2 separate regions of the Mus musculus genome follow, and region 1 is linked to region 2. Evidence: chromatin contacts called from public Hi-C data. All regions are on one chromosome and are shown on one strand. The core of a region is the stretch at or near the end of the contact, and the rest is flanking DNA. Distances in the headings are between cores, read along the strand shown. Region 1 overlaps Cerk (ceramide kinase). Region 2 overlaps Celsr1 (cadherin, EGF LAG seven-pass G-type receptor 1).

The links. A called contact is a pair of places that touch in the nucleus more often than the background predicts.
Region 1: a Hi-C map of LSK cells shows a contact between it and region 2, with 1.8 times the contacts expected there. The contact joins two enhancer-like sites. A contact is called at or near these places in 1 of 484 Hi-C or Micro-C datasets (LSK cells), 2 of 115 datasets of contacts at active chromatin or transcription factors (embryonic stem cells and pancreatic cancer cells) and 1 of 9 other capture datasets (liver).

What each region holds. Positions count from the first base shown.
Region 1 is chr15:86,181,381-86,184,080 of GRCm38.p6, reverse strand. The region is part of intron 1 of Cerk (ceramide kinase); the gene reads left to right. Among named protein-coding and RNA genes, the nearest start is that of Gm15569, 3.0 kb to the left of the region's middle. Within about 2 kb of position 1,315, at least 176 of the 459 cell types and tissues checked have an H3K27ac peak or open chromatin away from gene starts, as enhancers often do. A contact at or near this core is called in LSK cells, where this site is marked.
Region 2 is chr15:85,980,386-85,983,278 of GRCm38.p6, reverse strand. The region is part of intron 1 of Celsr1 (cadherin, EGF LAG seven-pass G-type receptor 1); the gene reads left to right. Among named protein-coding and RNA genes, the nearest start is that of Celsr1, 52 kb to the left of the region's middle. Within about 2 kb of position 1,413, at least 178 of the 459 cell types and tissues checked have an H3K27ac peak or open chromatin away from gene starts, as enhancers often do. A contact at or near this core is called in LSK cells, where this site is marked.

The DNA of each region.
Region 1 (2,700 bases), core at 66-2,565, 200 kb before region 2:
TTGGTCTTTATAGTGGGTATCAAAGGAAGCCCCTGGATGGTTGTTTCCAGCTGAATATTTATTTATTTATTTATTTATTTATTTATTTATTTATTTATTTATTACAAAGACCTGGTGATCTCTTCAGGGAGGATAGAGAGGAGAGACAGAGCAGAGTTGAAGGAAGGCAGTTGACCCAGTCTAGGTGGGGACGATGGAGGTAGGCAAGGTTGGGTGACTGTCACCCTGAGCAGGCACCTGTGGGAATGGCGGGAGTCAGGACTCCCTGGAGGACACCCTGAATTTCTGTTGCCCTTCATTCGCTCATTCATTCCCTCGCTCATTCTACCCAGAATGGCTGTGTGGGTAGTTGGGGCCGTACGTACTCTGGTATTGTGCTGAGGCTCTGCAGACTGAGCTGAAGGGAGGTAGGGCTAAGGTAGCCTCAGACTCAATCGCCACCAACCCGGTTTCTAGCCTTGGAGTCAAAGCAGCCTTGTCTTCAGAGTGCCTTTCTGTGGCTCAGTGCCTGGGACTTGATTACCCTGAAGTTCTTCCCATGTGCCCCTGGCATCACCTCCCAGGGCATGTCTCTCTTGTTCTCGGACTTTATTACCACTGTGCTGCCTAGGCATGAGTGGGTTGAATTTCTTTTTTCTTTTTTCTTTTTCTTTTTTTTTTTTTTTTTTGAGACAGGGTTTCTCTGTATAGCTCTGGCTGTCCTGGAACTCACTTTGTAGACCAGGCTGGCCTTGAACTCAGAAATCCGCCTGCCTCTGCCTCCTGAGTGCTGGGATTAAAGGCGTGTGCCACCACGCCCGGCTCTAGTGGGTTGAATTTCAGGTAAGCCTCTAGGGCCTAGAATCCTGGCTTAGGATAAGAATACTGTTGCATGGTGGGTGCTCAGTATGTGTGAGCTGCAGTCCTTTGCTCTGGCTCATACAGACACGGGCCCCCGAAAATGTGGAGCTCTACCGACTCAGCTGAGGCTGAGCAAACCTGACTTCATGGGAGAGCACTGCCTCCTCTGGGTCAGGGAGGCCATGAAGACACTGGACAAGACCCACTCTCCTTTTGTGAGATGTGGGGTGGGACATCACCAGTCGCCTGTGGTCAGCGTTGGCACAGTTGGTCAGCTGCTCTCACGGTTTCCGGCGCCCACACTCTAGGCCAGGTTTGCTGGCAGCGTCTGCTTTTCAACGTCGGCGACGGCTTGTTTTTGCTGGCAGGTGGCTTCCACAGCTGGCCGGCTCTGTTGAGTATTACGTCACCCCTGTGAAGTGTGCAGCCACTTTTGTGTAGACTCACCCATAGCCCCTTGGGGAGCAGCCCCAACAGACTGGGTCTTCTCTAGGACTGGCTGTAAGGGACCAGTTGGTAGGCTGTCTCAGAAAGCACCCTGCTCACTTCCCCTTTCCTGATGCTCTCCACCTCCGTGGTGAAAACAAAAAACAAAAAAACAAAGCTGGCAAACTGTGACTTGCGGGGGGGGGGGGGGGGATTAGGGGGAGTCATCTTGGTCCCCCACCCCGTGTTTTCACACCCTCCCCCCCAGAAGTAGACCTACTTTAGAATAAGGTGAGATTTGAGTATGTGGAGTCAGAGAGCGCGCTCTGAGCAGTTCGTGGCACATTTAATTCAGTTAGCCAGGGCCACTTCCAATCTGCCACTCCCCAGGTGTGTCCGGACACACCTCAATTGCCTGGGTTGGGAATCATGGGCAGAAGATTGTGCAAAACCAGATTGGGAGACCTTTGAGAGGCCGGCTGGCCGGCAGCCCTGGAGCTCGCAGACAGTCCTGAGGGACCATGTGCAAGCAGCTGGGTATTTCATCTCCCCCTCCATCCTCTCCTGCTGTAGGCATGAGAACGGGAAGATGCGGATTACTTGTTCCCTAGGTGCCTGGCGCGCTGCAGAAGGAGGCTCTGAACCCAGACACATATTCTTTCTGGGGAGGTTGCCACGTTTGCTGCCAAGTGCCCAGCAACAGAGATAAGGACTCAATCTTGGGGGGGGGGGGGTCAGCACCGGAAGAAGCTGAACCAGCAAGTGCCTCTCCAGGCCACAGGCCAGAGCGGAAGTGGGGCAGACTGAAAACAGGAAATGGTGTGTGTGGGGGGCTTCTCTAAGTGGGTCACTGGTTGAACTTGAGATAGTCTGGAGTGATGGCTGGGCTTTTCTCCTCCTCTTACCCCCCAATCCCCGGGGCAGCAGGGCACACTGTCAATTCTGCATTTGTTGCTTTTCAGTGGGCTGTGTTTCAGAGTGTGCTGAAGACTCACGAATGGCATTGGGGCCACTGCCTTTGTGGGGAAAACCTCCTTTGTCTGCTTTTTTGTAATATTTATTTATTTATTTATTTATTTAATGCATATGAGTACACTGTAGCTGTCTTCAGACACACCAGAAGAGGGCATCAGATGCCCATTACAGATGGTTGTGAGCCACCATATGGTTGCTGGGGATTGAACTCAGGACCTCTGGAAGAGCGGTCAGTGCTCTTAACAGCTGAGCCATCTCCAGCCCCTCTCCTTTGTCTTCTACCAGCCCCCACATGGGTGCCCCAAAGCTGACAGTGAGCTTACGGGCAAGCCACTGCTGTCTTTTGCCTATACCTTCATCGTTTCCCACCCTGGGCCATGAATAAACAAGCTCACAAAAAGAAACCATGGGACTGAGGGCATAGCTCAGCTGTAGAGTGCATATCACACACACACACCA
Region 2 (2,893 bases), core at 164-2,663:
AAGCATCAGGCTGCTTTAGGATACTACAAAGCCAGTGGCGGCTGTGGTTGGTTCCTGCGCTGTCCTCACACAGAGGAAAAGCCTTCAGCTCTGGTCTGGGGAGCTGTCTAAGCCCAGAGCTTTCCTAAGTTGAGCATACTGACCCTGCACACCCAACCTAGCTGCAAAATAAACAGAAGGCATGGAGAAGAGAGTTAGTTCTCTGTATCCGTGCCTTTAAAATCACTCACACCATCAGGACCTGGGGCACAGAGAGCCTGAGACAGCAGCACCACAGCCTAGAGGGTCTGTGCCTGAATGTCACCTGGGGTTCTGAGTGGGGACCTAGATAGGAAAAGGACACTGAGTCAAAACACAGGGAACCTGAGGGTAGTGTGAACTGAACTGTGGTTAGTAGGCGCTGATATGGCCCTTAAATGATGATACTCGTCCCCCACTAATTTAGTGACGTGGTTAATGGGGATTGTGGGCACATAGTCTTTGGGATGTCTCTCTCTACACATTTTATGCAATTCTGAAGCTGTTCTGGAATAGAATTTATTTAAAGTCAGTGGCCCAGACAGAGCCAGTATCTACATTGCAGAGAATGGCCAGGTCTAGTTCTCTGGACTCCCGAGCAGTGACACACACACACACACACACACACACACACACACACACACAGACTCTTGTTTTATCTTGTGTAAAAGGGGTTGCTTGCTCCCTTCTAAAGCCATGTTATCTAGATCTGCCCTGTTCGCTGGTTTCTAACCCTATCTGTTTTCACCGTGTGGCATTCCATCTCAGGGTGGCCAATCCTTCATTTCAGTGGTGGCCTTGGTGACAGACATTTACACTTGTGTCCCCCAAAGGCTTTACTAAGTCATAGGTTGGCTCAGAAACCCAAGCCAGACCACTGAAGCCACACACACACCTCTGGCTTACAGACTGGGAGGAGTTAGCCCCAGGGCAGGCAGTAGGCGTGGCCATGCTTCTGACACATCAGTACCCAAAGCTGCTTCTGTGGTTGGGTTTGCTTCCTCTCTGAGTGAGGAGAGCTGCCTCTAGGCTGTGGCTCCTCGTTCTGGTATGTTCTTCTGTGCTGTGTGCCTCTTTGGGCTGCCCCCTGTGAAGGCCGAGACTTGGTGTCCCCTTTCACGGTGGGTCAGGGTAACCCAATCAATCTACTATAAGAAAGGAGGCTTTTAACTTAAAGTCATATGACCTTTAACATCCTAGGCCAGGACAAACAAATCCCCGTGTGGTTAAAGAATGTCTTGAAACAATTGCCATCAGGAAGCAAGCACTGTCCTAGTCAAACCACTGTGACAAGATCAAATCGGCTACAAAAACATGCCTCGATGGAAAGCCGTCCCTGGGTGGTGTTTGTGCGTCTGTCAGTGCTGGAGTGGAGGAGACAGTAGGCTCCTGCTGTCTGCCCTCCTTTCATCCACACTTGCTTACCTAGAAACTTCTGAGTACTGGGGACTGGTCTAGACGTCACCAGTGCAAACGATAATTACAGGAACACAACCTGAGAGTCCTTGGTCCTTAGGGACTCTTGGGCATAAACAGTTGGAATGAGTAGGACCGTGGCCACCCCTAAGCAGGAACAAAAGCATGAATGTGGGGAAGGACGGGTGTTCAACATGGAGACCCTGGGAGGTTGCTTTGCATGGACACCCTCAGTGAGGGACTGGTGCAGTCAGAGGGTTCTCAGAGTGGAGGGCCCTCAGTGAGGTGAGTGAGCAGAGACTCAGGTGGCAAGGGGACAGCCAGTGGATAGTGACGAAGGCAGTACTCGAGGCAAAAATTGACGGTGTACATTTAATCCCTGAGGTGGATTGAGGGGTTGGGCAGGCAGAGCTGGAGATGTATAAATCCTATATGCAGCCTAGTGATACCCCTGGGTTATAATCAAGCTCTTTAAAAAATTTAACTTTGGGGGACTGGAGAGATGGCTCAGCGGTTAAGAGCACTGACTGCTTTTCCAGAGGTCCCGAGTTCAATTCCCAGCAACCACATGGTGGCTCACAACCATCTATAATGGCATCTGATGCCCTCTTCTGGTGTGTCTGAAGACAGTGACCATGTACTCGCATACATAAAATAAATAAATCTTTCAAAAAAGTTTAACTTTATACTTAAATTATAATCTTAACCACTTAAAGAACACCTCTCAGTGTCATTAAGAATGTTCATGATCTGTTGAAATTTTATTTTTGATTTATGTGTGTGGAAGTTTTCTGCACGTGCATATGTGCACCACATGTGTGCCTGGCGCTCACAAGGCCAGATGGAGATGTAGAATTTTATAGACAGTTGTGCATCACCATGTTAGGAAGTAAATTCACATCTTTTGCAAGAGCAGCCAGTGCTTTCAAACACTGAGCCATCTGTCTAGCCCCATCATATTTTCTTCAATTGAAAAAATTTTTTTCTGCAGGGTGATGGTGGCATATGCCTTTTACCCCAGCACCCAGGAGGCAGAAGCAGGTGGATCTCTGAGTTCAAAGCCAGCCTGCTCTACAGACCAAGTTTAGGGCAGCCAGAACTACACAGAGAAAACCTGTGTCTATCACAAGTCTACCCTCTATCAGTCTGACACAGAAACATACCACCTTACAGCAGGACTTTCTGCTCCTTTCCCCACAGGCTCGCAGCCATCTCATAATGCAAAATACATTCAGTCCAACTTCGAAAATCCCCATAGTCTTGGACAATACCGTGTCAAAGTGGGAGTGGAGAATCTCTTTTGAGATGCAGGTTATCCCTTAACCATGAGCTCCCCAGACAGTCAAGAAGCAAGTTATCTTCTTCTAACAGTAACAACGCAGAGTAAGCAATCCATTCCAGAAGGGAAGAATGGAGACACAGCGGGAAACGATCAGACTAAAGCAGAACTGAAGTCCGG